Regions from separate parts of the Mus musculus genome. Here regions 2 and 3 are each linked to region 1. The links are chromatin contacts, called in public HiChIP or PLAC-seq maps. All regions are on one chromosome and are shown on one strand. The core of a region is the stretch at or near the end of the contact, and the rest is flanking DNA. Distances in the headings are between cores, read along the strand shown. Region 1 has its middle 53 kb from the start of Slc22a23. Region 2 overlaps Ripk1 (receptor (TNFRSF)-interacting serine-threonine kinase 1). Region 3 holds the start of Prpf4b (pre-mRNA processing factor 4B).

Evidence for each region. HiChIP or PLAC-seq counts read pairs in DNA pulled down with a chosen protein or histone mark.
Region 2: an HNF4G HiChIP or PLAC-seq map of pancreatic cancer cells shows a contact between it and region 1. The contact joins two enhancer-like sites. A contact is called at or near these places in 1 of 15 datasets of contacts at CTCF or cohesin (embryonic stem cells), 3 of 484 Hi-C or Micro-C datasets (cerebral cortex, cortical neurons and embryonic stem cells), 1 of 115 datasets of contacts at active chromatin or transcription factors (pancreatic cancer cells) and 1 of 9 other capture datasets (liver).
Region 3: a contact with region 1 is called in a FOXA1 HiChIP or PLAC-seq map of pancreatic cancer cells. The contact joins the promoter of Prpf4b here to the enhancer-like site in region 1. A contact is called at or near these places in 3 of 115 datasets of contacts at active chromatin or transcription factors (the NIH/3T3 cell line, bone marrow-derived macrophages and pancreatic cancer cells).

Annotation. Positions count from the first base shown.
Region 1 is chr13:34,396,491-34,400,055 of GRCm38.p6, forward strand. No RefSeq gene overlaps it. Among named protein-coding and RNA genes, the nearest start is that of Slc22a23, 53 kb to the left of the region's middle. Within about 2 kb of position 1,776, at least 68 of the 459 cell types and tissues checked have an H3K27ac peak or open chromatin away from gene starts, as enhancers often do. A contact at or near this core is called in the NIH/3T3 cell line and pancreatic cancer cells, where this site is marked.
Region 2 is chr13:34,030,219-34,033,855 of GRCm38.p6, forward strand. Ripk1 (receptor (TNFRSF)-interacting serine-threonine kinase 1) reads left to right here. Exons shown (of 11, transcript NM_001359997.1): 11 at 2,278-3,637. The coding sequence ends at 2,564. Among named protein-coding and RNA genes, the nearest start is that of Bphl, 5.6 kb to the right of the region's middle. Within about 2 kb of position 2,018, at least 26 of the 459 cell types and tissues checked have an H3K27ac peak or open chromatin away from gene starts, as enhancers often do. A contact at or near this core is called in pancreatic cancer cells, where this site is marked.
Region 3 is chr13:34,874,074-34,877,577 of GRCm38.p6, forward strand. It overlaps Prpf4b (pre-mRNA processing factor 4B), which reads left to right and starts at 1,456. Exons shown (of 15, transcript NM_013830.3): 1 at 1,456-1,621. The coding sequence starts at 1,581. Gm36839 (a long non-coding RNA gene) reads right to left here and starts at 1,167. Exons shown (of 2, transcript XR_382181.1): 1 at 1,096-1,167; 2 at 1-495.

The DNA of each region.
Region 1 (3,565 bases), core at 526-3,025:
ATTTTTTCCCTTTCAAGCAACAATTTGTGATGGAGCTCACAAATAATGTGCTACCACATGAGAAAGGCTACTATCTGGAACAGTGGGGCTAATGGGCTTTAGATGCTCCTGAGAGGTTCAGACTAACTGAGAAGGACACAGCAACACATTATACAAATCAGGGTATTTCTCCAAGAAATGCTAGTACTTCAGGCTCCTTGGGATATACTAGAAGATCTTTCGGGGGGGGGGGGGATCATTATTTTTAAGGGTAATGACAGGTTGAGGACCTACTATAGACTAAAGCTTGGAAGGAAACTTACATACAGTTGGATTCTATTTCAAGGAAGAAATATCCATAATGGATGTTAGTGAAACAATAGATGAAAATTGAATTTGTATTGTGAGTTAGACCTTACTATTATGTCCATTTAATTTACCTGAACTTGGTCCTTGTAGTATGGTTAGAGAGAGACTATCTTGTCTTACAAAATCCGTGCTGAAAATTTTGGGAGTAAGTCACATAATGTTTGCTATGAGTTCTTAAATTGTCCAGAAAAAATAACATGTGTGCACTGAGAGAGAAATGGTTAAAGTAAAGGAAGCAACTCATTAATAATTGATAATCTGAGGAAATGGTAGAGTGGGTTAAAGTGCTTGCTGCATAATCGTGAAGGTCCGAGTTTGGATCCTCGGTGCCTATACAAATGCTGATATGTGTGTATGTGTGTGTGTGTGTGTGTGTGTGTGTGTGTGTGTGTGTGTGTGGTCTGCCTGTAATCCAAGTAGACCAAGCTGGCCCTAGATTGATGGGCTCTGAATTCAAACAAGAGACCTTGCTTCAATATACAAAGTAGAGAGTAAGCAAAGAAGAAACCCAACATCAGTATCGGGACTCCATATCGATGTATGCACATGCACTCATACACATAGTGCACATTCAAACACACATGCATAATGCACACTTACCACATACAAAACATATGCAAAAAATTAAGGTGGAGAACAATATAGGAGTACACCTGACATTAACCTTTGTCCTTCAGGAATGCACACATGCACATATGTAATCACACATGCATGCATGCACATGTACAATCACACACATGCATACACATAAGTAGAATTGGTAATCTGTGTGAGGACTATTGAGATTTTTGCAATTTTGGTAAACTTAACACTATTCAAAGGGAAGGAAGATGAATGAATGTTCAAGTGAGTAGATTGTGCTAAGAAAAAATGTTTAAAAGAGTAAACTTGCTTTTTGTCAATTCAAATTTGATTTTGACTTTTAACATATTGTTCAGAAATAATCAATTCAGGCCAATAAACCTTATTTTTAACCCCCTTAATTAATCTTTGCTGCTTTGATTAAAATTCACATATATGAGTGTATATCCTCCTCCACCACCACTCTGTCTCTGCCTCCAGCAACTTCTATCTGCAGCAAGACAGCTCATCTCTCTTGGGTACCTGTCATGCACCAAACAAAGATCCAGGAAGCATGTGACAGAGCAGAGCTTGCTCCTGAGAGATCGGTGATCAGTAAAATGATATTTGATCTCAGAATTCAAAGTCATTTATGAAATCCCCTCAACACTTCTTTGGGGATGTGTGTGTCCCGGAACGATAACATTAATATCCATTGCTGCTACCATAAACAGATGCTCAGAGTGTACCAGGCTGATATTGTGTGACTCACATGCTTGAATTGTTTACTCAGACAACTTTGTATGCTCTTCATCTGACAAGCAGGAAGTGAGTAAACCATTCCCTGGCAAGCAGGAGGCATGCCTCTTTGTATGCTCTGCCAGGTTCCTACTGTGCAGAATGAACACTCTGGGCCATGAGGTAGAAATCAGGCTCCTAAGCTACAAAGTTGTGAGAAACTTCCACGGTCCTAGGGTTGGACTGCTCGTTGCCTTAGAATGCATAGACCAGTGATCCAGAGAACTGGTGTTCAAGTTGCAAGGCACTCCATCTCTAAGAGCCTGGAGAAGGGCTTTCTTCCCAAAGAGTGCCTGCTCCAGGAAAGGATTCGCAAACAAAACCTGGGCAAGCAGAGGAAGCCACAGGAACCACGACAAAAGGAAACAGATGCTGGCCCCAAACAAAGAGAAACTCGAAGAGGTGGGGACAGTAAGGCTCAGCAGGAAGTTAACGGAGCTGCCCCGGGTGATCCTGACCCCAGAGGCTGAGAGGAAGGGCTTCTACTTGGGACAGTCATTCATACTAGTGATGAATGGGACCCTGAGTTCTTGCCCTTCTACTGTGGGTCCCCTACCCTCTCGAGTGCATGGCATGAAAAAGGGAGAGAAGGAAGAGAGTGAGAGACAGAGAGAAAGGGAGAGAGAGACAAGAGAAAGACACACACACACACACACACACACACACACACACACACAGAGAGAGAGAGAGAGAGAGAGAGAGAGAGAGAGAATTAAAGTTCACCTTATTAATTAATGAATCAAAGATTTTTCTAGGTTATTAAGCCCCACTTCTTGGCAGGGACACATAAAGAAATGGCTCATCTGGGCTGTGGTTGTTCAAGTACCACTCAGCATGATTCAGCAATATAGTTGGTGCTTCACCCAGCTTCTGGTATCTGCCTCTTCTTGTTTCTGTGCCTCCCGTGGTTATTGTTAACACAAAAGCGGCCTCAAAGGGAATAAGAGATAAAAATGTATTCTGGAGTTAAATAAGAGCGGCCATGGCTCAGGAACACAGAATTTTCCCCAAGTACCATAAACTTTTTATTAGTTGCAGAATAGAGAAACTCATAAATCATGGTGTTTACCAAATACCTCTGTGGGGGCCGCAGGTAAGCGGGTTGCTGCAAACAGCAAAAGCTGCCCTGTGCATTTGAGATGGTAAATAATGGTATTCCTAGTAACTCTCCAATTTTGAACTTTGGTCATTTGGCCATGGACACTCTTTCACACAGGTGCAGCCCATATCTCTTCCATTCGGTAACTTCAGCTCACAGCATAAATGATTCGTTTCCTCTGAAACTCACATATGATGCTACAATTTCAATTCAGCGGCATCGGGGAGTTGTAGAATATTTACGGGGCCCTGAGACGTAGCCTTTACAGGTAGATCATTGTTTTCCCTGAGAGACTGGGCTAATTTTCTTAAGGCTGGCTTAGTTACTTCAAGAACAGATTGTTACGAAGTGAGTCAAGCACTTCTGTTACCATGACACATGGATGCTTCTCCTCATTCGACAACTACACTCCTTTCTTTCCACCATGAGGTGAATGAGCACATTGTCCTTGCCAGGTGCAGCCATTCCGTCTTAAAACTTCCAGCCTCCAATCTGCTGTAGCTGAGCTAACCCAAGAGAAGGAGACCAGGACAGGCTCTTTATGAATTGGAAGGCTTTCTCGAGTCACACAAACCCACCCAGGGCACACAGTCCTGTGACAAGTCTAGAGGCAGCCCTGAGCTAAGTGAACAGGGGATTATAAAGGTAAAAAACACAAGTTCAGTACCTCCCGTTGACATAGCTGTGATGGCTGTTAGCAAGCATGACAGGATGCGAACTTTTAATAAGAAGAGGGCACAGTAGTGTCACCATGGTGCC
Region 2 (3,637 bases), core at 768-3,267, 370 kb before region 1:
TGGTAGAATGCCTGCCTAGCATGCATGAAGCCTTGAACTCAGTTCCCAGCATTGAAGGGAATTTTTTTTAAGGGTGTAGTATCTTATGACTTGTAGTATCTTATGAATTGTCTCTTGACAATTTTTACTTCTTGAAGAGAACATGATAGAATCTTCTTTTAAGGTTCTCCCTGAGTTGTCCTATATTTCCTCCTTAATTTTTTTAGATTTATATACTATTTGTATGACTGTTTTGTCTTCATGTACTACATGCACGACTGGTGCCTACAAAGGTCAGAAGAGGGTGTCAGATCCTTTGGAACTGGAATTATGGATAGTTGTGAGCTCTGGGAATGTTGGAAACTGACCCAAGCAAGAACAAGTGCTCTTAACTGCTGAGCCATCTACTCCAGCCCCTACGCAGTAGTTTTTAATCTTTTGTAATCTATTTTTTTTTAAACAGGGAGAATTGCAGTATCTAATTGGTGGTGGTGCTATAAAGTTTAAACTAATCAGTGTGAGTTGAAAACATAGGGCACCGCCTGGGAGTGTTAAACCCATGTATCACCCATGATCCTGTTCAGACTTAAGGAAATAGCTCCCTTGGCTCTACAGCAAAGAGATTCTGTAAAGTGCAGGAGACCATGCCGTCCACAGCACTCTGTAATCAAAACAAGAGTGCTCAGAGGTGTCCACAGCACTCTGCCATGTGTGGTGATGTATGCCAATAATCCATCACTAGGGCAGTTAAAGTGGGAAGATGGTGAGTCCCAGGCCACCCTGGCTATAGCAAGACCCTGTCTCAGAAAGAAGCCAGAATTCAACTTTCTGATTTACATAGGGTTAGGCAAGGCTCTGCTGACCCTGAGGCCTCTCTGTAATTGGAGTACAGAAGCAGCCACAGGTAGTTTGCACAAAGATGAGGACAGATATGGATCCTGAAACTATTTACAAAAAGCAGAAGCCAGACTTGGCCCTTAGGCCACACCAATCCCTGTACTATTCCATTAGAGGAGTGGTCTTTAAAATGCCTGAGAGATGGGTTCTTAGCTTTTGAGGAACTGGAGTTACCTTTGTGACTCTACTGACACCCAGGGCTCCTGCAGACACTGGCAATTTACAGTTATCTTAGGAGGGTCTTAGTCTGCTGCCATAGTTGATGGACTCTGCACTACGGTACTGAAGAAGGAATGGAGCTGAGGGAGAAACAAGGTTCTGAGGTGGCATGAGAACAAAAGACTATTATGGTGACTTTGTCTTTTCTTCTCTCCCTTCTCTCCGTATCTGTCTATCTCTATCTCCCTGTCCACCACCACTACCAGTCTGAGTGTGTGTGTGTGTGTGTGTGTGTGTACACAGAGAGAGACATACCTATAGCCCTGGTACTTGTTCTGTATGTAGATCAGACTGGCCTTGAACTCACATAAATCCACCTGCCTCTGTCTCCCAAGTACTGGGATTAAAAGCATTCACCACAATACTGGGCCTTTTCTTATCTTCATGTGTTCCCTATATGTGTTATTTTTATGAACATCTAAGGTGATGAAGCTAATAGCAAGAGAAAGGCTGTGTATATATAAAATGAAGAGTCTTTGATTTATAAGACAAAAAAAAAAACCTTGAAAAGTTTATATTCTCATCCACTGAGAGATAAGGGAAGACATAGTAATTAAATGAAGGTTACACTTGGTCTCAGTGTCCTTGTTAAGAGGAAAGTGAGTGACGGGGGGGGGGGGGTTGGAGGGAGCAGAGCTGGAGCAAAAGGGAGAGGGAAGGGGGAAAAAGAGGAAAGTGAACTGTCTAGAAATGAGTGTCCTTGGACTTCACCCTGTGTAAGTTGACAGTTTTCCTGCCCCACCCCCACCCCATCACTGCCCATTATATCCAGTTAGTCTAACTAGAACAGGACTCAAGTGGGAGTTGAATAGAACAGCTAGCCATGTAGTAGGGCTTTTGTTCATGAAGCCATCAGTTAGGGCTCAGGAAGCTACACATCTGCCGAGGAGGAAACAGCAGCCTATTTTAACTCTATATAAAGACTCCTGAGTGGCTGTGGTTAGGTCAAGTATTGCCCAACAAGTCAATAACAGCTAAGTTAGCACCAGGCATAGTGGTGCACACTATAATCCAAGTCCCAGAGAGACAAAGGGGCTACAGTGCAAGATTGTCTCGAAACAAAACAATTTCTCTCTATGTCTCTTCATATTCTTTACTTTCCTGGGCCTTTTCAGCAAAACCAGACACTAGACTGGTCAGATGGGCTGCAGCCTGATGTTTCTTCTCTTTTCCATTTAACAGATAACACCACTAGTCTGACTGATGAACACCTGAACCCTATCAGGGAAAACCTGGGAAGGCAGTGGAAAAACTGTGCCCGCAAGCTGGGCTTCACTGAGTCTCAGATCGATGAAATCGACCATGACTATGAAAGAGATGGACTGAAAGAGAAAGTTTACCAAATGCTTCAGAAGTGGCTGATGCGGGAAGGCACCAAAGGGGCCACAGTGGGAAAGTTGGCCCAGGCACTTCACCAATGTTGCAGGATAGACCTGCTGAACCACTTGATTCGTGCCAGCCAGAGCTAAGCCTGGGCAGGCTCTGGCAGTGGGAAGCAAACTATTTGTCTGGTGCACAAACCCCGTTTGCCCACTAGCCTTCAGAACTCTATCTCAGCATGAGCTCTGCATTTGAGCACACAGGGTCATGCAGTTTGGAACTGGTGGATGGGAAGAGAAATCTGAAGCCCACAGTGATTCTTCAGAACATGCAAGCATAAAGACCGCTGAATGAATGGTCGGTCCATGACCAGTAGGAGGAAAAAAATTAAAAATACAGTGTATTGAGTTTTCAAAGGGAGAGAAGATGTTGGGGGAAGGTGGCCTTCGTTCAGCTTGTGTCATAGTCATCACTTAGGTTATTTGCTCAGTTTCCTGTGGTTTCATTGGGTAAGGGGAAAACAAACAAAAAACATTCAAAGAATGTAAAATCAGCTAGCTTCCCGCTTCATGGACTGTGAGTCAGAAAAGTTCTGCTCAAATGCCTTCTATGAGCCACGGCTCTTCTAAAAACTATAGGATCTGTTAACTTGAGCATCCAATGCTGTACTGTCACCTTAAGCTTTAAGAATCATGTGTAATTCTAGTCTATCAAATTATCAATTAGTGAGAGATTTTTAAGGAGTGCTAAGGAGAAAAAGGTGCAGGGCAGAGAGAGATCTTCAGGTACTGGCTGTCATTGCAGCTCAGGTACTGGCTGTCATTGCAGAGCTGCTGCTGGTTCTGGCTGCTGTAAAAAGTCTACTTTTAAGTTTCTAAAGTTTCTCTACCATTCTGGCGCTTCATGCAGTTTCCCACCCTGTGAGCCCCACAGAGGGAACAGATGTGCAGGAAACACTGATCGGGAAATACCATCTCCTCCTCTCTGGATATGACTGGTGCCTTAGCACTGTTCCCTGTGCCCAATAAACTGTTTCCTCAGTTTTCTCCAGTGTGCTGTACAAATATGTTTCTTCTGTGTGCCACCAATCAAGAAAGGACAGCTTCAGAGTCATCTTGTGCCTTTAGGAAGCCCATATTGCAACCTACAAGTGAGTGAAGGAGCTAGGGTAGAAGACTGAAGCCGCCTACACCAGCCACAGTCACTGTTAGGATGGGCTGCA
Region 3 (3,504 bases), core at 206-2,705, 480 kb after region 1:
ATTATTTAAAGAATGCCCAGCTCGTTTGGAATAATACTTGAAGCAACCACAGATGGTAGGAAAAGATGAAACGTTCACAAAGACACGCTTGCCTCCAAAGCCTCAACTTTTTGCATTGTCTGCCGGCGCCGTGGTCTCCACGGTGTCACCGAACAAGGCGGACCTCTACTTGAGGGATCTTGGGGTACGCTCAGACGCAATCTTGGCAAGCCGCTGTGCTGACGTTGCCGCAGAGGAGAGGTCGGGGCTGAGATCGGGAGGCGGAGACCAGCTGAGCTGGAGCAGGGAACTGGGAGGGCCTCCCCATAGCTGCCCGCCGCAGTTCTAACGCCACAACCACCGCCCGCAGCTTTGAACACGCCCACGCTTTCTTCTGGCCACCAGCACGCATGCGTCTCTCCGGCTGGCCAAAAGACTTCCGGGAAGCTGGTTCCGCTGTGCAGAGCTCACTTCCGTCCTGATCCGCGGAAACTGCGGCTATGGGTCGGGCGGTTCCTTTACCAGGGCCCCGAAGAGGAAAAAAAAAAAAAAAAAAAAAAAAACCCAAGGAATTGTAATTGTCTGGTCTGTCACTTTGTAAACGTTTCCTGCACGAGTAAGCTAATGTTTCAATATCTGCTAACAGTAACAGCTTGGGATGCCTTTAGGCATCGATTTCGCTCTCCAATTCGTAATAGCGTGGAAATGAACTTGGGTGAAAAAGAAAATCTTCCATGGAAAAGTTTTCCAGCACCAGCTCCTTTAGAAGTGCTTTATTTATTTTATTTTTTATTTATTTATTTTTTGGTTTTTCGAGACAGGGTTTCTCTGTGTAGCCCTGGCTGTCCTGGAACTCACTCTGTAGACCAGGCTGGCCTCGAACTCAGATCCGCCTGCCTCTACCTCCCGAGTGCTGGGATTAAAGGCGTGCGCCACCACTGCCCGACAAGAGCATTTTTATTACATTTATTTTGTGTGTCCGGGCTTAGAAGTGCTTTATTTTACTCTGTGAAGAATGGTGTCTGTAAATCGGAAATCGGTCTTATTTCAGTATCACCATTATCTCCAACGTATTCCTCCCAGAAACAGAAAACTTAATTCCCATATAAAGCATACCATAAAGAACAGAAGGTCAAAAGGGGACCTGGCAGATATTCTGGCTGTTTAAATTAGGCCAGGTCTACGAGCTCTCCGCTAGCCAATCAGCAACAAGGAGAGACACAGCAGGTTTCACCCACTACTGGATCACATGGAGAATCAGCTCTCAGCAATGCACCCGACCCCTTTCTTTGCTGCTGTCTCCAGCAGGTCCCTACACTTACACACTTACACACTCACACTTACACACATAACCAGCGCTCTAAGTGAATCAGGCCTTCTTCTCCCCACGGCCCGCCCCCTAGCCCCGGAAGTTACGTTCCGCGCCCCGCCCCCGGACGCCGAGTTTTTCTATCCGGATTCTTAGCGCGGACTCCCGAGTGCCGCTTTTCTCTACGTGCTCCGCACATGCGCGGCTGCCTGTCCCTTCTTCCTCCGCTTCCACTGGCGTCCACGGTTCGCCGAGCCGCCGCCAGCATCGCGGAGGAGTCGGGAAGTTCAAGATGGCCGCCACGGAGCCCCCGTCCCTGCGGGAGCAAGCTGAGTAAGTGCACCGCGCGGGTGTGTCGGAGCTGGGCCTCCAGGCCGGCAATGCGGGGGACGGCGGCGGCGGCGACCTGCGCGACGGGCGGGAAAGTTCAGGCCTAACGGCGACAGCCAAACTTTGCCTTGCCGCGCGCCGTGGGTGGTGCGGCGGGAGGCGTGGGAGCGGCCTGGGCTTTGCTGCCGGTGGGGCCGCGGCTGTTGAGGTGCCGGCAGCGCGGCCTGCTGTCCGTCGTTGCCCCGGGAGGCGGCGGCACGAGCGGCCTCTACAGGTCCAGTTAGCGTGGTGGCTGCTGCTGCCCTGAGGTCGCGCCTTCCTGCACCTCCCTGGGGGACCGTGGAGCTCTCCGATCTCAACCCTCGGTGATCTCCTTCCCTAAAGAGACCCGAGGAATAGTGGCGGCCGGCAGGCTAAGCCCCGCTTTCCTAACGCATATGCTATCCTTGCGATCCTGCTGATGGTAAAAGCAGAGACGGGGGTGCTAGGGTCACACTTTTGACTGTCCCGGAAATTGTGCTAGCGAAGTCCTTTGCCCTTTACTCTTCCTTCCAACCACAACCCGGTATTTCTCTGTCCATTGGTAGCTTATTTCTAACTTTCAAACTTGAGGCAAAGTAAGGTAGACTACCTGGGTTTTGAGGCCTGGCAGTTTTTTGCCCTAGTTTGTTTTTGCCTTTAGGAAGGGACATGGGAGAAGTATTAGGAATCGTTGCTACTTCTAAATCATTCTAATCTGTGTTTTTAATTAAGCGACTATAGAAGTATTTGAAGCCAAGAGAACACATCCTTGAATAAGCAAAAGGACTAGCTGTTGCTTAAAGAAGAGCAGTGTTTTGTTTCCCACGTTTATGCGAGGAAAGCTTAACTTTAAAGAGAATACCACTGAAGACTGGGTGGCAACAGCAACCCCCCCCACCCCCCACCCCCCAGTTACATCTGCATTATCTATGTTTTCAGCCTGTTTAGGAAAGTGTTTGATACCGTTTCCAGCAACTTGTGACAGATAGCTTGGTTTCTTTGCTGAGAATCTAGTTTGGGGTTCCCCTGTCATTTACTTTACTCAGCTTGACAGAGAATTTGTTTTTATTAAGTATGCTTGAAAGTTGCATTGTGGTTGTGACAATTGGGCTTAGCAGAGAACAGATAGGATTTTAAGATAGCTTATTGTCCAAGTTCATGGTGTGGCAGTTACAGGATGTTAGTTTAGCTTGATGGGTGTCTTCGGCTGTTCAGCTAAGTAGTTCTGGCAATCTGAAAAGTTCTTGGTATTATGTCCATTCACTTAATTTGAGGGGAGGATCCATTCACATTTATTTTGAGTCAGAGTCAGCCCTATTATTTGCGTATTTAATCCTATCTTTATAAGCGTGGGTTTGTTTAGGCTCTGGCAACTACATAACACTGATGGTAGTTTTTAATTTATCCTCCCTTCCCCCATAGAAATTGTGTAAATGGAATTCTTCTCAATGTGTCCTATTTTTGCTAATTTGAAAATAATTAATGGAGTAAATAACAGTTTGATATGAAAGCAGGCACTATGTGTGTTGCTGACCTAAATGGCTTCAAGTTACTCTGAATAGCTTGTAGTTACAGGAAGCTATTCAAAATAGAAAAATTAAGGGCACACATATTACATAGTTTACATTTTCCTTAAAGGCTCAAATGGCTTTTGTTTTACTGGCCTGTACATTTGTCAGCCTCTTTACTTCAGCTTTAAAAAAAAAATAAATGTATTCGAAGTCACCAGGGACCAGGTACTATTCAAATCATTCAAATAGTAGCTCATTAATTCTTGTAACAATCCTGTGGCGCTGGGTCCTGTTGTTGCTGGTATTTTGTGGGTGATGAAACTAACACAGAGACATGAAGTAGTTTGCTCAAGG